Regions from separate parts of the Mus musculus genome. Here regions 2, 3, 4, 5, 6 and 7 are each linked to region 1. The links are chromatin contacts, called in public capture Hi-C and promoter capture Hi-C maps. All regions are on one chromosome and are shown on one strand. The core of a region is the stretch at or near the end of the contact, and the rest is flanking DNA. Distances in the headings are between cores, read along the strand shown. Region 1 holds the start of Zfp780b (zinc finger protein 780B). Region 2 holds the start of Capns1 (calpain, small subunit 1). Region 3 holds the start of Zfp146 (zinc finger protein 146). Region 4 holds the start of Zfp382 (zinc finger protein 382). Region 5 holds the start of Zfp260 (zinc finger protein 260). Region 6 holds the start of Zfp14 (zinc finger protein 14). Region 7 overlaps Zfp568 (zinc finger protein 568).

Evidence for each region. Promoter capture Hi-C pulls out the DNA fragments that hold promoters and counts their contacts. Capture Hi-C pulls out chosen DNA fragments and counts their contacts.
Region 2: a promoter capture Hi-C map of adipose tissue shows a contact between it and region 1, with 2.3 times the contacts expected there. The contact joins the promoter of Capns1 here to the promoter of Zfp780b in region 1. A contact is called at or near these places in 1 of 39 promoter capture datasets (second pharyngeal arch cranial neural crest) and 2 of 9 other capture datasets (adipose tissue and liver).
Region 3: a contact with region 1 is called in a promoter capture Hi-C map of pre-B cells, with 3 times the contacts expected there. The contact joins the promoter of Zfp146 here to the promoter of Zfp780b in region 1. A contact is called at or near these places in 7 of 39 promoter capture datasets (the C10 cell line, the HPC-7 cell line, cranial neural crest and 3 more) and 1 of 9 other capture datasets (adipose tissue).
Region 4: a promoter capture Hi-C map of hippocampal neurons shows a contact between it and region 1, with 2.8 times the contacts expected there. The contact joins the promoter of Zfp382 here to the promoter of Zfp780b in region 1. A contact is called at or near these places in 3 of 39 promoter capture datasets (cranial neural crest, hippocampal neurons and liver).
Region 5: a capture Hi-C map of macrophages shows a contact between it and region 1, with 8 times the contacts expected there. The contact joins the promoter of Zfp260 here to the promoter of Zfp780b in region 1. A contact is called at or near these places in 4 of 39 promoter capture datasets (cranial neural crest, hippocampal neurons and liver), 1 of 484 Hi-C or Micro-C datasets (uterus), 1 of 115 datasets of contacts at active chromatin or transcription factors (large pre-B cells) and 2 of 9 other capture datasets (adipose tissue and macrophages).
Region 6: a contact with region 1 is called in a promoter capture Hi-C map of liver, with 6 times the contacts expected there. The contact joins the promoter of Zfp14 here to the promoter of Zfp780b in region 1. A contact is called at or near these places in 6 of 39 promoter capture datasets (cranial neural crest, hippocampal neurons, liver and 2 more), 1 of 115 datasets of contacts at active chromatin or transcription factors (bone marrow-derived macrophages) and 1 of 9 other capture datasets (adipose tissue).
Region 7: a contact with region 1 is called in a promoter capture Hi-C map of hippocampal neurons, with 5 times the contacts expected there. The contact joins the enhancer-like site here to the promoter of Zfp780b in region 1. A contact is called at or near these places in 5 of 39 promoter capture datasets (frontonasal cranial neural crest, hippocampal neurons, liver and 2 more) and 1 of 9 other capture datasets (adipose tissue).

What each region holds. Positions count from the first base shown.
Region 1 is chr7:27,977,678-27,980,572 of GRCm38.p6, forward strand. Zfp780b (zinc finger protein 780B) reads right to left here and starts at 1,480. Exons shown (of 6, transcript NM_001081021.1): 1 at 1,413-1,480.
Region 2 is chr7:30,193,692-30,196,586 of GRCm38.p6, forward strand. It overlaps Capns1 (calpain, small subunit 1), which reads right to left and starts at 1,462. Exons shown (of 11, transcript NM_009795.4): 1 at 1,315-1,462; 2 at 187-410. The coding sequence starts at 395.
Region 3 is chr7:30,168,387-30,171,281 of GRCm38.p6, forward strand. It overlaps Zfp146 (zinc finger protein 146), which reads right to left and starts at 1,355. Exons shown (of 2, transcript NM_011980.4): 1 at 1,273-1,355. It overlaps Gm5113 (predicted gene 5113), which reads left to right and starts at 1,489. Exons shown (of 3, transcript NR_157376.1): 1 at 1,489-1,828.
Region 4 is chr7:30,120,469-30,123,363 of GRCm38.p6, forward strand. Zfp382 (zinc finger protein 382) reads left to right here and starts at 1,464. Exons shown (of 5, transcript NM_001081007.2): 1 at 1,464-1,608. The coding sequence starts at 1,566.
Region 5 is chr7:30,093,571-30,096,465 of GRCm38.p6, forward strand. It overlaps Zfp260 (zinc finger protein 260), which reads left to right and starts at 1,506. Exons shown (of 3, transcript NM_011981.4): 1 at 1,506-1,641.
Region 6 is chr7:30,049,897-30,052,791 of GRCm38.p6, forward strand. It overlaps Zfp14 (zinc finger protein 14), which reads right to left and starts at 1,500. Exons shown (of 5, transcript NM_178733.5): 1 at 1,449-1,500.
Region 7 is chr7:30,008,454-30,011,348 of GRCm38.p6, forward strand. All of the region lies in intron 6 of Zfp568 (zinc finger protein 568), which reads left to right. Among named protein-coding and RNA genes, the nearest start is that of Zfp568, 26 kb to the left of the region's middle. Within about 2 kb of position 1,453, at least 80 of the 459 cell types and tissues checked have an H3K27ac peak or open chromatin away from gene starts, as enhancers often do. A contact at or near this core is called in hippocampal neurons, where this site is marked.

The sequences.
Region 1 (2,895 bases), core at 230-2,729:
CTCAAGAGTGAACAGAAATCGTCTACCACCTACATTTTCCCCTGTACAGAACACCTATTAAACACATCCCATCTAACCTTAAGTGAATGAGACTCAAACTACCATATTTATTTATTAGGTTCTGTGCAATTACTGCGGGATGACCCTAATCTATATCTCTAAATGACAGTCTGGCGACTGGCTCGACTGCACTTCCCAAATCCTTGCTGTTTCAAACTTCCAGGGCTACTTCTGCTCCAGCCGTCTGGTGTCCCCGGGAGGCATATCACTCTGTCAGGAACGGTTGGTCCAGCTCTTGGAGACCTCCTGTTCTCTAGTCTTTTCCTCCCCTGTGCTCTGCCTCTGTTCTCTCTCCTCCCCTGGTGGTGCCTACTTGAGACCCACAGCTCAGTTACTCAAACTCTACCTCTCTCTATTCCTCTCAGGAACTGGCTGTGGCTAGTTTTATTTAAACTCAGGTTTTAAGCTGGGGAGCAAAGTTCACATAGCATCACTTGGAGTATGTGAGGATCTGCTCATGGCGAAGGGTGGGGGGGGGGGGACACCAGATCTTGGGAGCCAGTATTTAGCATTAAATACAAGCAGCACCAGCACCCCTGAAGTCCCCCTGCTTTGAAAGGAAGGTCTATAAAGATCAAAGTCCATCTGCTATGTGATGCCATGGATAGGAATTGGTTTGAGTTTGAGATTCCTAAGGTTAACCTCTGGAGATTCTTATCTATAAAGTCTAGGGGAAAGGTCTGATTATTGAGAGATATCAAGGATCACTGAAACAATAGTGAGAATACTAATTGGGAGGAGAACGAACAATGTAAGAGCCACAAAGTTGGAGCTATCAGTTTGTCTGTTACTCCTTCATTTACTGACAATTCTATAGTCTAAACCTAAAGCCTCGTTTCTCACACGGAGAGAAAGCACAAACTTCGCCCTTGAGTCTTAGCTGAGTAGCAATAAAGATCTCATGCTTCTCTAGCCCTCCTTTGGAATAATGGCCGAAATGGGGAGCCTGTGGGGAGCCCAAGGAAGCCTGAGATCCCAAACTAGATCTGAGAGCATCCTCAATGAGCACTTTCCCTCCCTTCCCGCAACACTCGCATTGCTACAGCTCAGGGAAACCTAGGGATCTTATCCCCCTAGGGGCCCCTCGGAGGCACTTCCGGCCTCAGCTACTCATGTACCTCAAAGGAAGCTTCCCTTCAGACTCTGCACCTGATCTTTCCTTGCTTCAGCCCCTGTGCCTGCAAGAGAAAGCAGGAGCAGAAAGCTACAAGCATAGTGACACAGGAGATGCAGAGTGCTCAAGGTGCGTATACATACAGAGAAACAGACACACACATCACCGCCCCTACACACTCACACAAATATCAACATCCATCCCACACCCACACCCAGCATGCTGGCTCCGATCTTACTCTGTGAGGACGTAGGCCATAGAGCGATTTCTTCCACCTACGAGAAAAACCTGACTTTTCAAGGGAGCGATACACGACACCGGAATTCGATCCGTTACTTCCGGTGCGGTGGACCCTGGGAAATGTAGTCCTTGCGGCGGAACTCCGGGAAGCCCAGAGCTCAGAGGTTCAGGGCGATCCGAGCTTGCTACTGGGACCAGCCCACCTGGGAGCTGCGCCTGGTGGTGTCAGGGGTTTTTCCAAAAAGGCACAGCCTTTAAAAGCTCCCGTGTGGTGCTCAAAAGGTACTTCCGCTTCTGCGCGCCACTGATTTTTCTCTTCCCTGGAGCGGACTGACAAGCAGAACAGGAAGTAAGATCAGAATGGGATATAAGTGACTTGAGTCCCACTGAGTGGGATTCCACCTCGCTGTGACCTGGTAGGGACTATGGTAAATTTGGAAAGACTAAACTAAAGAATTGTTGGTGTTAAACGTGGATAGTTTACATCAGCGATTTCAGACAGCCAGGTGTTCTGGACCCTCCCTGAGTTCAGGGTCCCTGTTACCTAGATAGAAAACGGTGAGTGAGGAACACATCAGAAAGTTTCAACTGAGTCGTGTCCGTTAGACAGTAATTTACCTCACGTTGAAGGATGAAAACAAGGAGGATTTGAAAACAAGTCAGACTCAACCGAGTATCAACTACAGAAAATATGTTAAAGTTCAGTACTCTAGAAGATTACGAGTGACCGTAATGAAGACTCAGGTTGATTTGATAATCGAGACAGACTGGGGACACAACATTGCCAGTGTAAATAAAGAGGCCAAGTCATCAAGTATAATAAACATGGCTGCGCGTGGTAAGACATGCCTTTTATCCCAGCAAAGGGGAGGCACAGCTCACTGCATGTGTGTGAGACTGAAGCCAGCTACAAGTATAGAGTGAAACCCTCCCTAAAAACTAAAATAAACTAAAAGTACTAATAGCGCAGCTTCAGGCACGAAGCAGGGGGAAAGCCTGGTAAGTAATAAGGTAGTAATAAGAATGACAGCCAGAAAATGGCCTAGTTGGCCGTCATTGGGAAGAGAGACCCCTTGGTCTTGCAAAGTTTATATGCCCCAGTACAGGGGAACGCCAGGGCCAAGAAGTGGGAGTGAGTGGGTAGGGGAGCAGGGCAGGGGGGAGGGTATAGGGAACTTTCAGGATAGCATTTGAAATGTAAATAAAGAAAATATCTAATAAATAAGAAAAGAAGCAGGGGGTGGGGGTGGGGGGAGATCAAATTGTGAGGGCTGGAGGGATGGCTCAGTGGTTAACAGCACTGACTGCTCTTCTGAAGGTCCTGAGTTCAAATCCCAGCAACCACATTGTAGCTCACAACCATCCCTAATGAGATCTGACGCCCTCTTATGGTGTGTCTGAAGACATCTACAGTGTAGTTACATACAATAATAATAAATCTTTAAAAAAAAAAAAAAAAGAAAGAAAGAAAGAAAAGAAAA
Region 2 (2,895 bases), core at 212-2,711, 2.2 Mb after region 1:
TATTTGTTGACCCACAGAAGCAGGTTTACTAATCCTGGTACTAAAAAGTGACACCAGCCTCGCTAGAATCCCCTTAGGGCCAGTTTTCCGGTATGGATCAGCCCAGACTAATTAAGAATTCTCAGGTCGGACTCTAAGTGAGTCTTTATTATTTGGCCCGCCCCGCCCCTTCAGGCCCCGCCTTACCTGATGGCGCTAATGACTCCGCCCAGGATGCGCATGGCAGTTCCACCGCCTCCGCCACCTCCTCCCAGTCCCATGCCTCCACCGCCACCGCCGCCGCCGCCAGCAGCTCCGCTGATCAGGCCTCCGAGCACATTCCCCAGGCCCCCGCCCAGACCCCCGCCTCCCCCACCGCCACCGCCGCCCTTCAAGAACGAATTCACCAAGAACATGATCGCAGCTGAGTCCTGTAAAGTAAAAGGGGTGGGTCGGGTAGTGGCCTTGCCAGGAGCCCAGCCCTTCCCGCAAAAAAAAAAAAAAAAAAAAAAAAAAAAGCAAGCATTTCCGGCAACTAGATTGGGGAGGAAACTAAGGCCTCGAGATGGGGACAGAGCCTCTAGCTAGGGGTCTGGACAGGTGATAGGAGATGTGAAACCTCCTAGGGTCTAGAAAGTACCCTGGCCCAGGCTTGACTGCATATATATAGGCATGAGGACAGGGGTACAGCTGGGCGTGCGTGGTAGCGCTCTACTGTAATCCCAGAAATTGGGAGGCTGAGGCTGGAGGACCAGTTCAAGGCCAGCCTCGGCTACAGCGCCTGCCTGCTTTACCCTGTCTTGAGGCAGCGGGAAAACAGGGGATTCTCGTGTAGAAACCCTAAGGTGTGTAAAACCGAACGTGTCTCAGATCCAGGCCTTCCAAAATTAAGCTCAGGGTAGGGATGACCCAGGGCTGACCAGGAAGTTCCTAATGTGGATTAAGACATTCAGATACTCTCGACAGAGGGACTACACTGTCACTACGGGATCTGTGGGCTCCGGCCAAAAATTATGGCTGTGCGCCCGGAGGATCCTGGATAACGGAGTTCTTCCCACCGCAAATGGGAACCACGATCTCGGATTGTGGTTCTAGACGCCCAAAATAATTTCCGGGTATCTCTCTGATCTTTGGGCTTATATTTTTTGGTCGTCAGATCCGGGATGGTAAGGAGTGTTCTGGAGGGGCTGACAGGCCCGATGGTTCGAATCTGAGAACACCGGTCCTAGGACCCCCCAAGGGCCAAGACTTTAGGGTCTCGCCAGATCTGAGGACTACGGATTCCGGATCTACAGGGTGCAGGGGTGCTGGACTGGAGTGTCCCGTCTCACTTACGGATCCGGCGGTCCGCGGTCTTGCTCGCCTGCTGCAGGGCCTCCGCTGTGTCCGGTTCGGGAGGGCGGGGCCGGTGACTCAGGCAGCTACTCCGGGTTAGACCCTGCCGCCACCCAGCCGTCGTCTGCGCGGTCCTAGAGCCTCCATTGCAGACTGCGCCTGCGCGGGAGGGTTATGGTTGCAAGTCTCTGCTTAGCTCATCCGTCCCCATACACACACTGCTGGAAATTCAACGCTGTCCAGATTAAATAGCTTTGAGTACGAATAAATTATTCTAACGCCCAGGTACTGGAGCCTCCAGGAACTAGATACAGGGTACCCGGTCACCGTTGCAGTATATAGTTGCAAAAAAGGACTTCAGTTGTCATTCATTCATTCATTCATTGTGCACTTTGAGACAGAGGTTTGTTAAACATCCTCTAAATGATGACCTAAAGCCCTAGCTAACCTCGAACTTGAAACAATCCTCCTGCTTCTGTTTCCCGAATGCTAGGAATCTACATCTTAAGTTTACCATCAGTTTGTGCCTCTCACCCAGGTCGCTGTTGGGCTTCTAGTCTGGCTGTCTGGCCACTCCCTAGGAACTATATAAACCTCGGTTTGAGTCTTTATTGCTCATCCCTAAAACAGTGACCTGGTGTCTCTGAGTAATGACCTCCTCATGTGTAAGGCGGGAACATAGCCAGGCGTGATGACACACACCTGTAAAACCAGCACTGGGAGGTGAGGGCAGGCAGCCATTCTCAGTACATAACAAGTTTGTGACCGGCTTGGGCTACATGAGACCCTAGAGGACACTAGGGTAAGCCCCTATCAGAATTAAGTGATAAATACATAGTAAATGGCAGCTCTTCTGTTAGTCCCTATGTCGCCATGTTGTTCCCTCAGCTGGGAGCTCACCTGGTTCCCTTAGCTCGTTTACTCTTGCTCATCCTTAAACAACATCGACAAATACCTGCCGGTCCCTAAATACTCTCCACTCACTAGGTTGTGTGTCCTCGAAGCAGGCCTGTGGGATAGGTCTGTTATTGTCCCCATTCTATGTATAAGTAAACTGAGGTTAAACAACCAGTCTGCTTTACCTGTTCAAAGAATCTCCGATAACTTAATATGATAATCAGTCAAATAAGATCTCAGCAGACAAGACCGTAATTGCACTAACGCCACCTAAGGGCTTGCTGGGACCAGGCCAGGTAATCATTGCTCAAACCTGTGTGTGTGTGTGTGTGTGTGTGTGTGTGTGTGTGTGTGTGTGTGTGTGTGAAGCAAGATTTAACCTGTCGAAACCGGAAACTCTAAAAGGCGGGAGCACAGAGGGTGGCGACCCAGGCCTAAGCCTTAGCGGATAAATCATTTGGTGATGACTAATGTGGATTCCCTCTCTGCCACACCCCTCCCTGCCACACTGAGCAGTCTGACCTCAGGCTCAACTCGCTGGCATAAGCCCTGTCCTCTGCCTACAAATACTCCTGTGTTTGGACTTGACTGTCTGTGTCCTCCACTTTGGACCAGAGCTCAGACATCTCTCATTTGGGAAGACCTCTTTGTCCTCACATCCACCCAAGGCTTGAAGAGGCTGCC
Region 3 (2,895 bases), core at 105-2,604, 2.2 Mb after region 1:
GCCTCTGCCTCCCAAGTGTTGGGAATTAAAGGTGTGTATGTGTCCAGCTTCAGTGATATTTAAAAAACTACTTTTGTTTCGTTTTTTTGTTTTTTGTTTTTACAATGTATCAACTAGTGGCAGCTATTCATAAATTTGAAAGCTACCCACTTGCAAATCTTAATCAGGTACTGCTTAACTTTTACCATTAGGAGAAAAGCCAAAGCTGCGGATGTCTTTAATGACTGCCACAGCAGGGAGAAGTAGTTTTTCACATGTGCTACACAATTCACAGAACTGTACTCGTGAAGGAGTTATGACATCTACGATATAGCACAGTAATCACTAAGTTTTTTTCAAAAAACTAAAAACATGGACCAGTGAGAGAGCTTGGGGGGGGGGGTGTGCAAAGGCGCTTTGCTTCCAAGGCTGACAACCTGGATTCCGACCCTAAACCCACATGATGGAGGACAGAACCGACTGTGGCAAGCATGCCCACACAAATAAATGTATATATATATATATATATATATATATGCTTTAAATGAGGAACTGTGCCTAACCTAAATCTAAATTAGACCCCTTAATCCTGGGTTTTTAGTGAAATGACGCTCTTCAAACCGAAACTCGAATTTGCCTAACAGCTCTATTAAAGTACCTCAAAAATCAGAAATGAAGTCTATGGCTGGCACCCCCGGGACAAACAATTCCAAACCAAATGTTTCCTTAATTAAGCATGACAGAGTAATCTGTATTCTACCTCCATTCATAAACAACCGCGTTTTAGTACACAGATCGTCTTTTAAAATCTAAACATGTTTACTAAGGCTTTCTGCACATATCACGAAATGCATTTGCGTATAAAACTCACCATCAATAAATACAGTTTTAAAAGTATTTAACCCTTAGCTTCATCCCACCTTTCAAGTAATCAAATAAAACGGATGCTCTTCGGGAAGATGGCCCCGTTATAATTATCAGCACTTTCGACTCGGGAACTACCGCGCAGACGTGATACTTCAACATGGGTCTCCTCATTGCCTCGTGAAGCATAGCCACCCACAATCCTACACCCAGCTCCACACCCACTCAATCATTCCAAATAGTGGGTCAAACTTTGCAGTCAAATTCGGTCTCAAACGCTCAAGCTTTCCTCAGAGGCCCCCACCTCCGCCTTCACCAAGATCCAATGCTCTTCAGCCCACTCCCTGAACCCCGCGCTACACCTCCAAAGATCGGAAACACTGCCCTCCAACCTCCCGAACCCACCGACCCAGGACGCCCAGATCCCACCTCCTACTTTGGCGCCACGTGGACACGACGGCCGTGCTGACCCGCGGACAAAGACCAAAATGTCCACTCGCTGCCCCTGCGTCTGCGCACTCAGGGAGTGAGTGAGCACTCCCAGAAGTCTCCGCGACATCTCAGGGCTTGTTCACTGAAGCCTAGCCAGGCTGTTGTCTATTATCAGCAATACTGCTTTTACGACTTTGGACTACACTTCCCACAAGGCACTGCGGGTTGCTTATCCGTCTCCCACGCACAAACCTGGCCGCCTCTTGTGATTTGGGGTTTCTTAGAGTAGATTGTTGTCACTTGGACCCAAATAAGCTCACGCCTGGTAAGATGTTTGGAGTGGGGACTTCCTCTTTGGTACTTCACGGGCGGCGTCTCAATAATACACTGAGCCCAGACCCCAAGGTGAAAGGACACCATCTTTGTCCGGGGCTGATGTGGCTATGGACTACGTTTCCCAGAGTCCATAGCGAGCTGACATTGTAGCTCAACTTTGATGAAACCTTTACCTTTGGCTGAAGCAGGATGCGCGCGCCTTCTACTGAGACCCAAGGTAAATGGTCTGGGGAGTACTGAACGGGGGTGGGGAACAGGCGTGTCCTGAACGGGGTTGTGCACGCTGAAGCAGGACTGGGCTGCGGGATTCTAATTGTGGTTTTGATTGTGGTGGTGACCGGTTGTCAGTGCTTACAAGTAGTGTGCTGTTGTAATCACCTGTCTCCAAGGTGTATATCTGATTGTTGCTGTGCAAACATATGTGATGTTATGTGTTCCGGGATCTTGTGGTTGTGGAAGTGGTATCCCGTGGTCCTGTAGTGTGTTGTGTGCTCGATAACCTTTATTCCTGGGGTTGTGTGGATATAGTTGTAGCTGTGACTGTGTATCTCTGGGTTAAGTGACCTTGTGTAGTACTGTGTGCAGTGTTCTGTGTCCGTGGCTCTGCGTCGGCAGTGCGTGAGTATCCTTGTGTTCTTGGAGAGAAGGGAGAAAGAAGGAGGAGGACTTTGTGACAGTGTGTAATACTGTGTGTATGCGGGTGTGGACTATCTTTGCTAAAGAGTGACTGGCCCCTGAGTGAATGTTCAGTTATGGCTGGATGATGCAGAGTACTGTGCCTTCTGCGTGCCACCATGTGTGATTGTGACTATGTAAGGAGGACCTTTAGGGATGTTAGGGAAGTGATTGTACCACAGTGGCAAGCAAACTGACTGGGATGCCTAGGTGGGTAAAGTTCTTGTGGCACAAGTCAGTTGTCATACTGTGTTTGTAATTATCCTGTAATCCAAGCTCCTACAGAATTCAGAGACAAGCATTTCCAAAACCTCTCAGATGAACTAGCTGGGAGTGTGTAGCAGTGATCAGACTACAAGGTAGAAGGCTAGAACCAACACCCAAGACTCTACTCTGCCCTCCACAAAAATGGCATTGCACACACATACCTGAATATGTGCACACACACAAAGTTAAAAAAATTATTTCTAGGGCTGGAGAGATGACTCAGTGGTTAAGAGGACTGGCTGGACTTCCAGAGGACCAGGTTTCAGCACCCATGTGGCAGCTCACAGCTGTCTGTAACTCTTGTTCCAGGGGATCCGACTCCCTCATACAAGCATACATGCA
Region 4 (2,895 bases), core at 214-2,713, 2.1 Mb after region 1:
TAGGGTTAAAAGTTTAAATATTTAGGACAACTTGTGTTATTAAATATTTTTCTCAGTGAAACTACTAAATCGGGGGTGGGGGTGGGGGGACGGGTGACCATAGTAAAACCTGTATATATTTAAAGCACTTTTTGTTTTTGTTTTGTTTTGTTTGTTTTTGGTTTTTTGAGACAGGGTTTCTCTGTGTAGCCTTGGCTGTCCTGGAACTCACTCTGTAGACCAGGCTGGCCTCGAACTCAGAAATCCACCTGCCTCTGCCTCCCAAGTGTTGGGATTAAAGGCATGTGCCACCACTGGCCAGCCTTAGCAATTTTTTTTTTCCTAAAGTATTGGGAAAGAAATCTATTTTGAACAACGTGAGGAAATGGGTTGAAAAATTGACAGAGTCCTGCACTAAGAACAGAGCGAATCAGCTACAAAGTCTAGTACATTTTAAAAATCGCATTTCATCAATACAATAACCTTTTTGATAGTAGGGTTTTCCTTCACAAGAAAATCATACAATTGAGATTAAGTAGCACTTTCAGATGGAACAGTATTTGGTCCAAAATAGAATCAATCGGTGTGGCTTCGTCTATGGAATAACTGATTAATGCATCATATTGGATATAAATCCTTGGAAAATTATTAATGACACATAACTTCTAAAACAATCTTTGGAATCCTATCCTTAGAACTTCAATATCCTATCTTCGCTTGCACTTCAATCTGGGGGGGGGGGGGACGACGACGACGACTCCCATTGTGAGATCTCCATACAAGGCTGTGTGGTTTTTAAACCTGAATCGTCGTTCTAGGTTTCAAATACCAACTTTCTCCTTAATAGCCAAGTCACTCCACGCTGTGTAGTCTGGCAATGTCACCGGTGAGGCGACAGAGGCAGTGACAGAAACCTCAGCACACATTCCAAGAAATCATGGAACTTTTCATTGCCATCCCTTTACCCTCACCTCCCTGTCGGAGGAAGAGAAACCTTATGCGTTCTCTGAATTACCCTTGGGAAAGACATTGCGTACAGACTGAACAAGAATGCAACAGAGGCCACCCCTCGCGCTTTTCGACAGTTACAAGACATAATTCTCAGCCTAGGGTGGTCAAAATGAAATTCTACCAAACTCAGAAGTCAAAGGGGGTGGGGGCTGCGTCGGTCCCAATAGGATCAAAGCACAGTGCTGTCACAAGATCAATTGGTCACAGTATGGGATCGCAAACCGCTCGGTCCGCGTTCAATCACCCAAACCTAATCAGAATCAGTCTCAGAGCTCCCCTGTGGGCACACCCCACACTGACGCAGCCATGCACTCCCGCGCGCGGCCACAGACCGTAGCAGGCAGCTGACTCCCACCCGCCCCAGCCAAGGGGACGCTGGTGCAAGCGCGGGGCGAGGGAGAGGCGCGCGCGGCAACTAACGGGCCGCCCCGGAGGCTCCTGGGAGAGCGAGCCCCCGGCGTGAGTGCGCAGGCGTAGACGGCTGAGCGGAGGCGGGGCGGTTCGAGACGTTGGGAGAGGCTGAGGACCGCAGTGGATGCTCCGGATCTGGAGGGCGACCGAGAGATCGAATCCAGATGGGAAGACCGGGGAGGAAACCGAGAGGCCGAGCCAGGCCTGGTAATTTTGGGGAGGAAGAAGGTTAAGGAAGCGGGACCGGGACACTCAACGGCTGCACAGGGCCTCGGGTGTGGCCCGTGGGCGTGACACCGAGGATGACTGCCGGTGACCCGAAGGGGTAGTTTTCGTGTTAAACTCGAGGACACTCTGTCGCTGGGAACAGGTCCCTGGGCATCACGAGCGTTGCGTGTGAGGATGTGGGGAGCATGTTGTGGTTTGGCTCCCTCAGCTCATCCTGATTATTTGGGGGCGGGAGGGAGAGCCATAAAGTGATCGCGATCTTCTTGGATGTGAAAGCTGGATGGCGGGATTTTGCTTAGGGTTATAGCGGCCTGCGTCTATTTTTAGATTGGGTATGACTCCTGTAGGAGATTGGAGAATTGAAAGTGATTTGTGAACGTGATTGTGAGTGATTTTGCCTGGAATTCTATCATGTTCTGTCCTCGTGAATGACATGTGAAGCAGTAGGTTGATTTTTCTGAAGGATGTTTGAAAGGTTATCACTAAGCACACGTGTGTGTTCTTCTGTAATTTCTCATAATTTTGTGTGTGTATTTTTTTGGGGGGGGATTTTTTTCCCCCGAGACAGGCTGTCCTGGAAATCGCTTTGCAGACCAGGCTGGTCTCAAACTCAGAGATTCACCTGTCTCTGCCCTCTGCCCTCTGCCCCCTGCCCCCTGCCCTCTGCCCTCTCCCCCCGCCCCCCCCCGCCCCCTCGCCCCCCCGCCCCCCGCCCCCCCGCTGTGATTTAAAGGCATGTGCCTCCACCACCTGGCTTGTAGTACCGTTAATATTTAAATGGTTGAGGTATGCTGTGCGATCACGTATGTGTAATTTTTTTTTTAGACAGGTTCATTATCTATACCAAGTTGCCTCTGAACTCTCTCGTAGCACAGGGTGGCCTAAAACTTGGCAGTGATTCCCCCTACTTTAACCTCCCAACTGCTGGGATTCCGTGTGGTGTGTGCACCACCAAGCCTGGAAGTTATGTACTATTTGATTATCAGATTAGTACCAGCAAGCCTGCTTGAGAAAAATTTGAAGTAGTAACTTAGCAAATATAAAGATACTAATGTTGGAATGGAATAGGTAAGATTTTCATAATTCCCCGTGGTGAGGCCAATAACCTGGGATCAGGATGGTAAATAGGAAGTTTTGAGATGAAAGGTGTTGCATGGGAGCCTGCAGGAAGAGTAGCACTTTCCACACATAAATACCACGTTCTGCACATCTGTGGAAGTGGATTTTTCTGTTCCTAAAATTATTTTTAAAAGTACGCTTTTACTT
Region 5 (2,895 bases), core at 256-2,755, 2.1 Mb after region 1:
TATGTCTGAAGAGAGCAACAATGTACTCACATACAATTAAATAAATAAATAAATAAATAAATAAAGCTGTAGCTATAACTGGCTGTTAAAAATCTGGACAGAAGGGGGGGCTGGGCTCAAGGCTGTGTGTGGGGTGGGTGTGGGAATGTATCATGTAAAAGGGTACCTGGGAAGGTATCTGGTAAGACATATTGGTAAGCCATAAGGACAGTCATATATTCCAGGATCAAGAATTTAGCTCACAGTTCACGGTGGCACCTTTTTGGTTTCACACTGGGCTGTTTGATAAGGAGAGAGGCAGAAGCCTAGAGGTCAGGAGAGCAGAAAACCAAGCATGGTGGACAAGAGGTCAAACGGGCTAGATTATATAGGGAAGAGAAGCTGGGGAAGGGACAGCCCAACTCTGGTGGGAGATTTCAGGGTAGGAGGCAGGGTAGCCCAGGACAAGCACAGGTAGCCAGGCCCCACCTCTATACTAATCTAATGGCCTGGCCCAGTCCCTTGATGTGCAAGAGTATTCAGGGCCAGCCTTCTAGACTGTTCTACCACTGAGAAGGCTGTTTCCAGCCCCTTGAGATACAGACAAGATCCACTCTATAGAGGAAAAAAGGGCGGGGGCGGGGGGAAGAATCCCAGGCCGCCCTGGAAGCCCCGCCTCCTTTCCCCCCAAACCCTATATAATGCCTGCCTCCTGTTCTGTTCTTTGTTGATTCTCTCCCAAGCAAAGGCACCCAACTTCTTGAGGCTTTCCTAATACATCTCTCCCGAGGTTTGCTGTAGGGTGTGACTTTGTGGTATTCCTTGGCTCCCAACTGTAGGATAGCTTTCCCTTTAGAGCTGTAACACCTTCACCAGGCCATCAGCTGCTTTGATATGTTAACAGGCATCTCAGCCATTTGCCCCAGTTTTGGGACCTAACACTCAGGTAACGCATTAACAAACCTCCCACAGGACCCCACAACTCACCTGCATACTGCTTTCCACATTGTTACACACTGTCACAACCCTAGGACATACGGCTACAAAAATTACAATTTCACAATAGTTCATTTTCCTGATTGTTTAGTCTGAACCCAATTATCAGTCTCAATTCCAGCCTGGCTTCAGTTTGTGATACTGTAGCAATCGCTTCCTTAACACCAGAGTCTGATACAACTCTCTGCAGAGCTGCCAACTATCAGCCTGAGATGCCTTCTGGGAAATGTAGTTCAGCAGTGCGCCACGGTGGCCAAGATGGCGTCCTCTCCCGTAAAACCCAGAGGATTGCGCCTTACTGGGAATCTCGCCCTGGAGGCAAGGAAAAGCCTATTCTGTGAGTTTAAGCTGCACTCATTACACACCTTGGCACACCATTGTCCTTTGCGGTAACACAGTGTAAAAGTGGTAGTATCTGAGTTCCAACCTTTTACTACTTATCCACTGGGAAAAGTTCTCGGGAGAGTGGAGGGGAAATTAACTAGAACCCCTGAGACTTCTGGGAAATGTAGTTCACAGTTAAAAAGAGAGCGAAAGAGAGAGACTAGAATGGAAAAAGATCCTCTAGTTCAGAGCCCTGGTGGGCAGAGACCTCTGGGAGTGCTAGCTCACTGAAGGAGTGCGCAGGCGCAGGCTTCGTGGCTCGCCATCGTCGCCTTTGTCTGGGTGAGTTTGATTTCGGGGTCTGTAGGACCGGGATTTTCCCAGACTGAGTAAAGGCAAAGGAGCTGTGGGGGAGGGTTTACCCACCTGCCCGGGCGAGGATGCCTGAAGGGGCGAAAACGCCTACTGTGATGGTGGAGCTGAGAACTTGGGTGGATGGGGGCTGGGGAGATCAGAAACCGGGGTGGGTTTGCGGGCGGGGTGAGCATACGTGTAAGGGTGTGTTTTGGTTTGTTTCGAGTGAGCGAGAAACTGGTTTCAAGTTTGTAAAAATACAGGGGTGGTTTTCTAATACATGTCGCATTTATTTTAAAAATAAAAACGAGGTGTTTTTTTTTCTTCTGGAAAACAGGAAAGGGAAAAAGATAATTGAGTGAGTAGTTTTAAACCTGGTTTTTAAAAATCAAAACAAGTCTACAGTAAAAAAATGAAACCAACGTTCCTTTGAAAAATATTCTTTGTAACAAAGATTTCCAATAACTCGTTATTGGATGCCTACACATCTGTAGGCATTAACTTGCTACTTGGAAAAACCAGATGAGCTAGTTTTGAGTAGTCCCAAATTTACGGACTAGCCCTTAGAATGTACTTTTCACTGCTGCAGATGGGATTGAATCAGTAAGGTAATTAATTGTCCCCCCTTTAGCACAGAGAGGTCAAGAAAGCTATTTAATTTAGCACTCTGATTTGTCAAAGGACAGGGCTCGTGTGTGTGTGTGTGTGTGTGTGTGTGTGTTGCCTGAATATATGTGTACGTGGAACCTGCAGAGGCCAAAAGAAGACATTGGATCCCCTGGAACTGGAATTATAGACAGTTGTGAGCTGGCATGTGGGTACAGGGAGTTGAACTAGAGTCCTTTGGAAGAACAGCCAGTGTTCTTATCCACTGAGCAATCCCTTCAGCTCCAAATTAAGACTCCTAATTTGTCCAGATTTATCCATACCAAGTAGCTTTTGTTAACATACAGATTTTCTTCTGAGTAGTTTTTGGTCAGTCTTTAAAACATGACAAACAACAAAAAATGGTCTGCGTTCATAGTCCTGCTTGTCCTGGAACTCTCGAGATAGGCTTCCCAAGTGCTGGGACTAAAGGCATGCGCTGTTATAGCTGGCTCATCATCGTTTTGCTTTCATTTCTCCCTCCTTCCTTCCTTCCTTCCTTCCTTCCTTCCTTCCTTCCTTCCTTCCTTCCTTCCTTCTGAGTCAGGGTAGTCTCAGTGTGGCCCTAACTGTTTTGGAATTCGCTCTATAGATTAA
Region 6 (2,895 bases), core at 250-2,749, 2.1 Mb after region 1:
TGGGATTAAAAGAGACAGAGATTGATTGAAGATTAAGTGTTATTCTGGCTGGGCACAGTGGCACACATTGCAGCCTGGAGGCTGAGGCAGGAGGATCACCCACAAATTTGAGATCACATGGGTTACAGTGAATTCCTGGTCAGTATAGGTACAAATTGTTTAAAACAAGAACAAAACGTGCTATTCTGGTAAGAAGCGTGGTTTAGCAAAGGAATCTTCCACAGTAATTAAAAACGAACTAGCAAAGCAGGCTTCGTGGATAAGAAAGCTGCAGCCTGGAATGCAGAGATGGATCAGCGGGTTACACTCTCAGCACCTACGTGACTGCTGTAACTCCAGTTCCAGAGAATCCGATGCCCTCTTCAGGGCTCCTCAGGCGCAGTCACACTCAGTGGTGCACAGAAAGAAAAGCAGACAGAAACACTCACATACGTAAAAAACGAACATGTTAAAAATTTAAAACCTGTGAGGCTGGAAACAGCTGTACTGCTAGGAGCAGTGGCTGCTCTAGCAGAGGATGCAAGTGTGATTCCCCGTACTCACATGGTGTTTCACGACCGTCTATAACTCCAGTTCCTGGGAATCAGACACCTTCTCCTGGCTTCTGCTGGTATGTGTATACACACAAATACACACACACACACACACACACACACACACATAAAAAAGAAAAAATACAAAAGACATTTGTAACCACACAAAGAGGGCCTGGACCCGCATTTAATCAGAGACATAATCTCTGAGTGATGCTTACTATCAGTCTGCATGAATCTGTCTCCTCTACCCTGACCAAGATAACACCAAACCGCTGCTTCTTTCCAAGCTAACTTCATTTTCACTTTCACAGTAATGAGGAGTAAATGTCCCCATGCCTGGAAAAACAAGGAGTACACTTCATAGGACAACGAGAAAGAAGAAAGTTAGGCTATTTTTTTTTCCGCAGTAATGTTGGGTCTCTATGTATGCAACAACAATCGTTTCCTGCTTTTATTCCCTCGCCTTCCCTAAAATGAACAAGTCTGGGGAAAAGGTCAAACCGGGAAGGTGCGGGCTTGGTAGCCTGGGGACACACCCCTCGCGACCAGCCCTTCCACACACATAACCTACTGGAAATGGAGCGCCGCGGATGGAGAGGACACTGGCCGCCACCGGAGGGGCAGGTTTGACAGGCGACGGCCACCGGGGCTGCCTGGCGGGGAGGGAGCGCGTACAAAGCAGCCCTGCGGTGGCAGCTGCGCTGTCTTTTTGTACGGAGGGCCCTCACTCTGAGGTTCACACACAGAACTCAGAGCCATGCTGGGCCTCTGGGCTCTGCAGCGGGAAGACGGAGGATGCAACGGGGTACGCGGTGTCCACTCAGCGTCACCGACTCCAAGTCTCTCAAGCCAACTAAAGACAAACCTACGCTGCCCCCGCGACAATTTCCTCAGTGCAAGGGACCAACTCACCTCTCAGAGCGGACCGGCGCTAAGCAGCCGGAAGGATGCTGCGCAGAGGCCTGTGGGAAATGTAGTCCATGGTGGGAAAGACTGGGCCAACGCAGCGGAGTGCGCAAGCGTGCTCGGGGCTGTGATGGGTGGAGGCCTCTGGGTGTGATCTTGGACCAGCTGGAAGGGCTAGGAGATTCCGCTGCCCTCTGCCCCCAAATCCCCACCCCAAACCTAGCTCACTGGGCTGGGGGTTGTGTCGTTGCCCTACCAGGGCTGAGAACACCATCATCACATTATCACATGCTTAATATGTGAGATAAGCATATTCTCACCCCAGCGAGGGTGTAGGCATGATCAGGGAACTCAGTAAAATACATTCTCCAAAGGTGCAGTCCCACATCTACCCAGGGAAAGGTTGCTCAGGCTCCTTGGAGTTCCCGCTGCCTCTGCTTTCTCCCACTGTCCCTTCTAGCCGTTGTGTATATTGGTCTAGTCGTTGGTATTGGCCTTAGGTTTTGTTTTGCAAACTGGAGATGAAGCCAAGACCTCTAAGACTGGAAAGATAATTATGCTTTCTTCTATCACAGTGGTTCTCAACCTGTTGGTCGAGATCCCCCCCCCCCTTGGGGGTCAAATGACCTTTCACAGGGACCACCTAAGACCATCAGAAAACACAGATATTTACATTAGGATTCCTAACAGTAGCAAAATTACAGTTATAAAGTAGTACCGAAAATAATTATATAGCTTGTGGATCACCACAACATGAGGAACTGTATTAATGGGTCGCAGCTTTAGGGAGGTTGAGAACCACTGCTCTAACATTTTCTTGTGTTTGTGCCAGGCCTCATCCGGTCTTCAGGAGACTGAAGCATGCAGACTGCAAATTCAAGATGAATGGAAAAAAAAAAAAAAAAAAGGAGGACATGACTGCTCCCAAGGGATTGAGATCTAAGAGAGAGCACTGGCAGGGGCGTCTGAAAGTAACCAGGGTGGCCATGACTGCCGGACTAAATGGGGCCATGTGAGGGGAGGGGGTGGGGTGTAGGACAGGCTAGAAGCCAAGAGGCCAAGTGCAGCGGGCAAGAGGTAACAAAAGGACCTTGTGCCCAAAATGACTGGGTTATACAGGAATCACAGAAGCTGGGAGATGGGAAGCCCAGGCCTGGGCTACAGAGTTTGGGATAGTGGGGGGCAAGGTATATCAGCCAGGATGTCTCTGTAATAGGTGCTGGGGATGTTGAAAGATCCTCATCGATCCTCTTGTTTCTTTCCAGAGCGCTGTTATTACAGGCATCCGTCAACATTCCCAGCGTTGGGACGTTAGTTTTAGGAACGTGACAATTGAGAGGCTGGTGAGATGGCTTAGTGATTGAGAACCCTTGCGCTCTTGCAGACACAACACATATGATGGTTCCCAAGTGTCTGTAACTTCAGTTGCAGAGGGCTGGTGAGATGGCTCAGT
Region 7 (2,895 bases), core at 203-2,702, 2.0 Mb after region 1:
GCCACAAGTGGCAGCTGCCTCTGTCAGTTACAGTTTGCATTTTATGCTTTTTTTTTCCAGCTTCCCCTCAACCCTTCTGCGTTGAAATGTTGAAACTTGAACTGCCAGATGCAACTGTGGAATTGCCTGAGGGTTTGTAGAGAAAGGGAGGGAAGTTGCTGGGTGTAATGTTTCAGCCACACAGACTAAGCAATCTCTTGATTCTTGTATTTAGCTTTCAAAATGCCCTTGGCATGCCAATCTGTGTGATCGCACTAAATCCTGTTAAAACACTACAGGCCAACTTTATTAACCAAAATGGATAACAACCCCTTATATTTTAAATAAAATCCAATTTGTTTATATATAAAAAGAAACTCCTGAAAGTGTGTGGCAGCGCTCTCCTGAGACTGGGACTCAGCATTGCATAGGGATGCCGGCTAGGAACGCATCAGCACTGGTGTGGGGTTTTTACCCCATGCCTTGTGTTCTGTGGCTTCTGCTCTAGTCTGGTGTGACTCTCATGTCTGCCTGTATCTGCTCTAGTCTGGTGTGAGGCTCGTGTCTGCCCGTGTCGCAGAACTGAGAGGGATAGTTTCTCCTGGGCCGCACTGTTTGGGTGAGTCTGAGAAGATGCAGCGGCGTCCAAGCTTTGTACACACAAAACAAGAAGTCAGCCTGTTAGCTGCTCTCTACTTTTGCTCTGAAATAGTCTCCATAGGTCAGGCTGTCATCCTCTCTCCTCTTAGTTCCTTACCAATCCTGGACTCCAGAAACTATACTATCTTCTTTAAAGACTAAAATTTTCCTTTTTAAAAATGAAAGCATTTACATAGTCCTAAGTCTGCATCTTGATAAATTTGCACACAGACATATGTGTCTACTTTAGAAGAGATAATAGAATGTCTAGTCCACTTCCCAGCAGTGTCCTCTGCCCCTTTCCTCGGAAGACTCCAATCTAAAGTCACCAGTTCTAACTTCCATCCTGGATTAGTTTGCACATTCTAGCCCTTCACATAAGTGGAATCGGGCACCGTCGGCGGCAGCTGCCTTTGTTTGCTCAGATCCTGGGAGCTTTCGCCACACTGCTGTCTCAGTAGCTTCTTTTTATTAGCAGTGTTCCCACAACTAACTTATCCAGCCACCTGTCGGGGAATAGCCCAACAGCTTCCAGTTTGGGGGCTGTCAGCAAGGAAGCAACCAGAGCATCCACCTCATGCAGAGAAGCATTTCGTCTCTCCTGACTAGATGAACAGAGAGGCAAGGGTCGCTGGGTAACGTGAGGTGTATGTTTATGAAAACTCATCATTTGTAGTGCTGTTAATTCCATCCTAATAGTTTCCTTGCTTAGCGCAGCGAGCCGTGGAAATGCGGGTCACAGTGGTAATTTTGACGGATGACTGCACCAGCAGATAACAGATGGTGCCAGCTGCGCAAAGCGCCTGTGCCAGACCCACGGGGAGCTTCAGCAGCTGCCTCAGGAGCATGACTGACGCTGTTCCCATGTAACTAACTGGCGCTGCTTCTGCTCCAACTAAATTTAACAACTGAGCAACACAAAAGCCATTTACATGTACCAAGTATGCCCAGTATAGTCTCTGTTAGTGAGCTGGGCGGAAGAGTGGTGGTTTCCCACCACTGTTTTAGATTTCTTCCGCATGATTCACGATGTCTTGTTCTCTTCTTCTTATGTATGAGATTTATTAAAAGTTACTAACATCATAGAGGAGCAGACAGACACCAACACGATGGGGAGCGCTCAGCCCATGTCACAGCATGGCAGTCTGTCCCTTTTGTCAGTCTCAGAAGAAGGGGAGATTCTGTGACACATGTCTGATGGATGGTTATCAGTAGTTTCAGTGAAGCTGTCTCTGTGACCTGGAGGCAGTGTTAGCCTGGAAGTGGGGACGAGCAGGAATCTAGAAAAACAAGTTTGTAGAGGACCTTTAGACACTGGCGGGCCCCAGCTAACATTCTTGAGGGTTTGGGGTTTTTTTGTTGTTGTTATTGGTGGTGGTGGTTTGTTTTTTTGTTTTTGTGTTTTGGTTTTTTTCTTTTTTCTTTAGCCAGATGACAGGAGAGGGAGGGGAGACACTTGCGGATTGAGTAGTTCTTTTCCTGCTGGGCAGAGGTGGATAAAGACTTATCCAAGAAGTCTTAGGACAGTCTCTAGTGTGGGAAATCCTAGCGGAGAAGGGTGCCATGGGGGAGGGGTCTCCACGCCTGCTGATGTCTGCTAGCTTCCTAACCCTAAAATTTAAATTATGTCAGTGGACAGTGAGTCACCCTAGACAGTGACATGGGAATAGGCAATCAGTTACACTTTGGAAGCAGCTGCTGAAGTAGCTTCTACTTCCAGCTAGAAATGGGACTTAGATGCACTTAGGGTTTCCGCTCTTGCTACTAGGCACTGCAGGACGACTAAGGAGATTCAGACAGAGGGAGTTAGGCTGTCCCAGGGCCATGTGAGTGAGGATGGGCAGTTTGAGGGACTGAGAACTTGGTACTTGTTTGTCCCCTAGTCTGGCCAAGGGAGCTGCAAGTGGAGGCGTGGCGGGTTTCTCACACCAGGAGGAGCATGGCGGGTTCCTAAGCTTGCTTTTCTGGAGGCAGGCTCTGGCTGCGCAGCAAGTGTTCACTCCCACCAGCGTGGGAAAGGAGCAGGAAACGGGATTTCCAAACACAGAGAACATGGCTAATTAATTAGATCCACTTGAGAAGGCTAACAAACAATCTTCATGAATCTTTAACTCTTCCTAGTATATGACAAATGTCACAGATGGTAAACCAAGGCAGAATACATGTCCTTAGATTAAAGACAATAGTTTCTTATGCAAGCCGGGAGGACACTGACCCAGTACTGGGATTTCCCAGAAAATTCCACTCTCAGCTTAGTCTCCAGAAGGCTGGAACAGT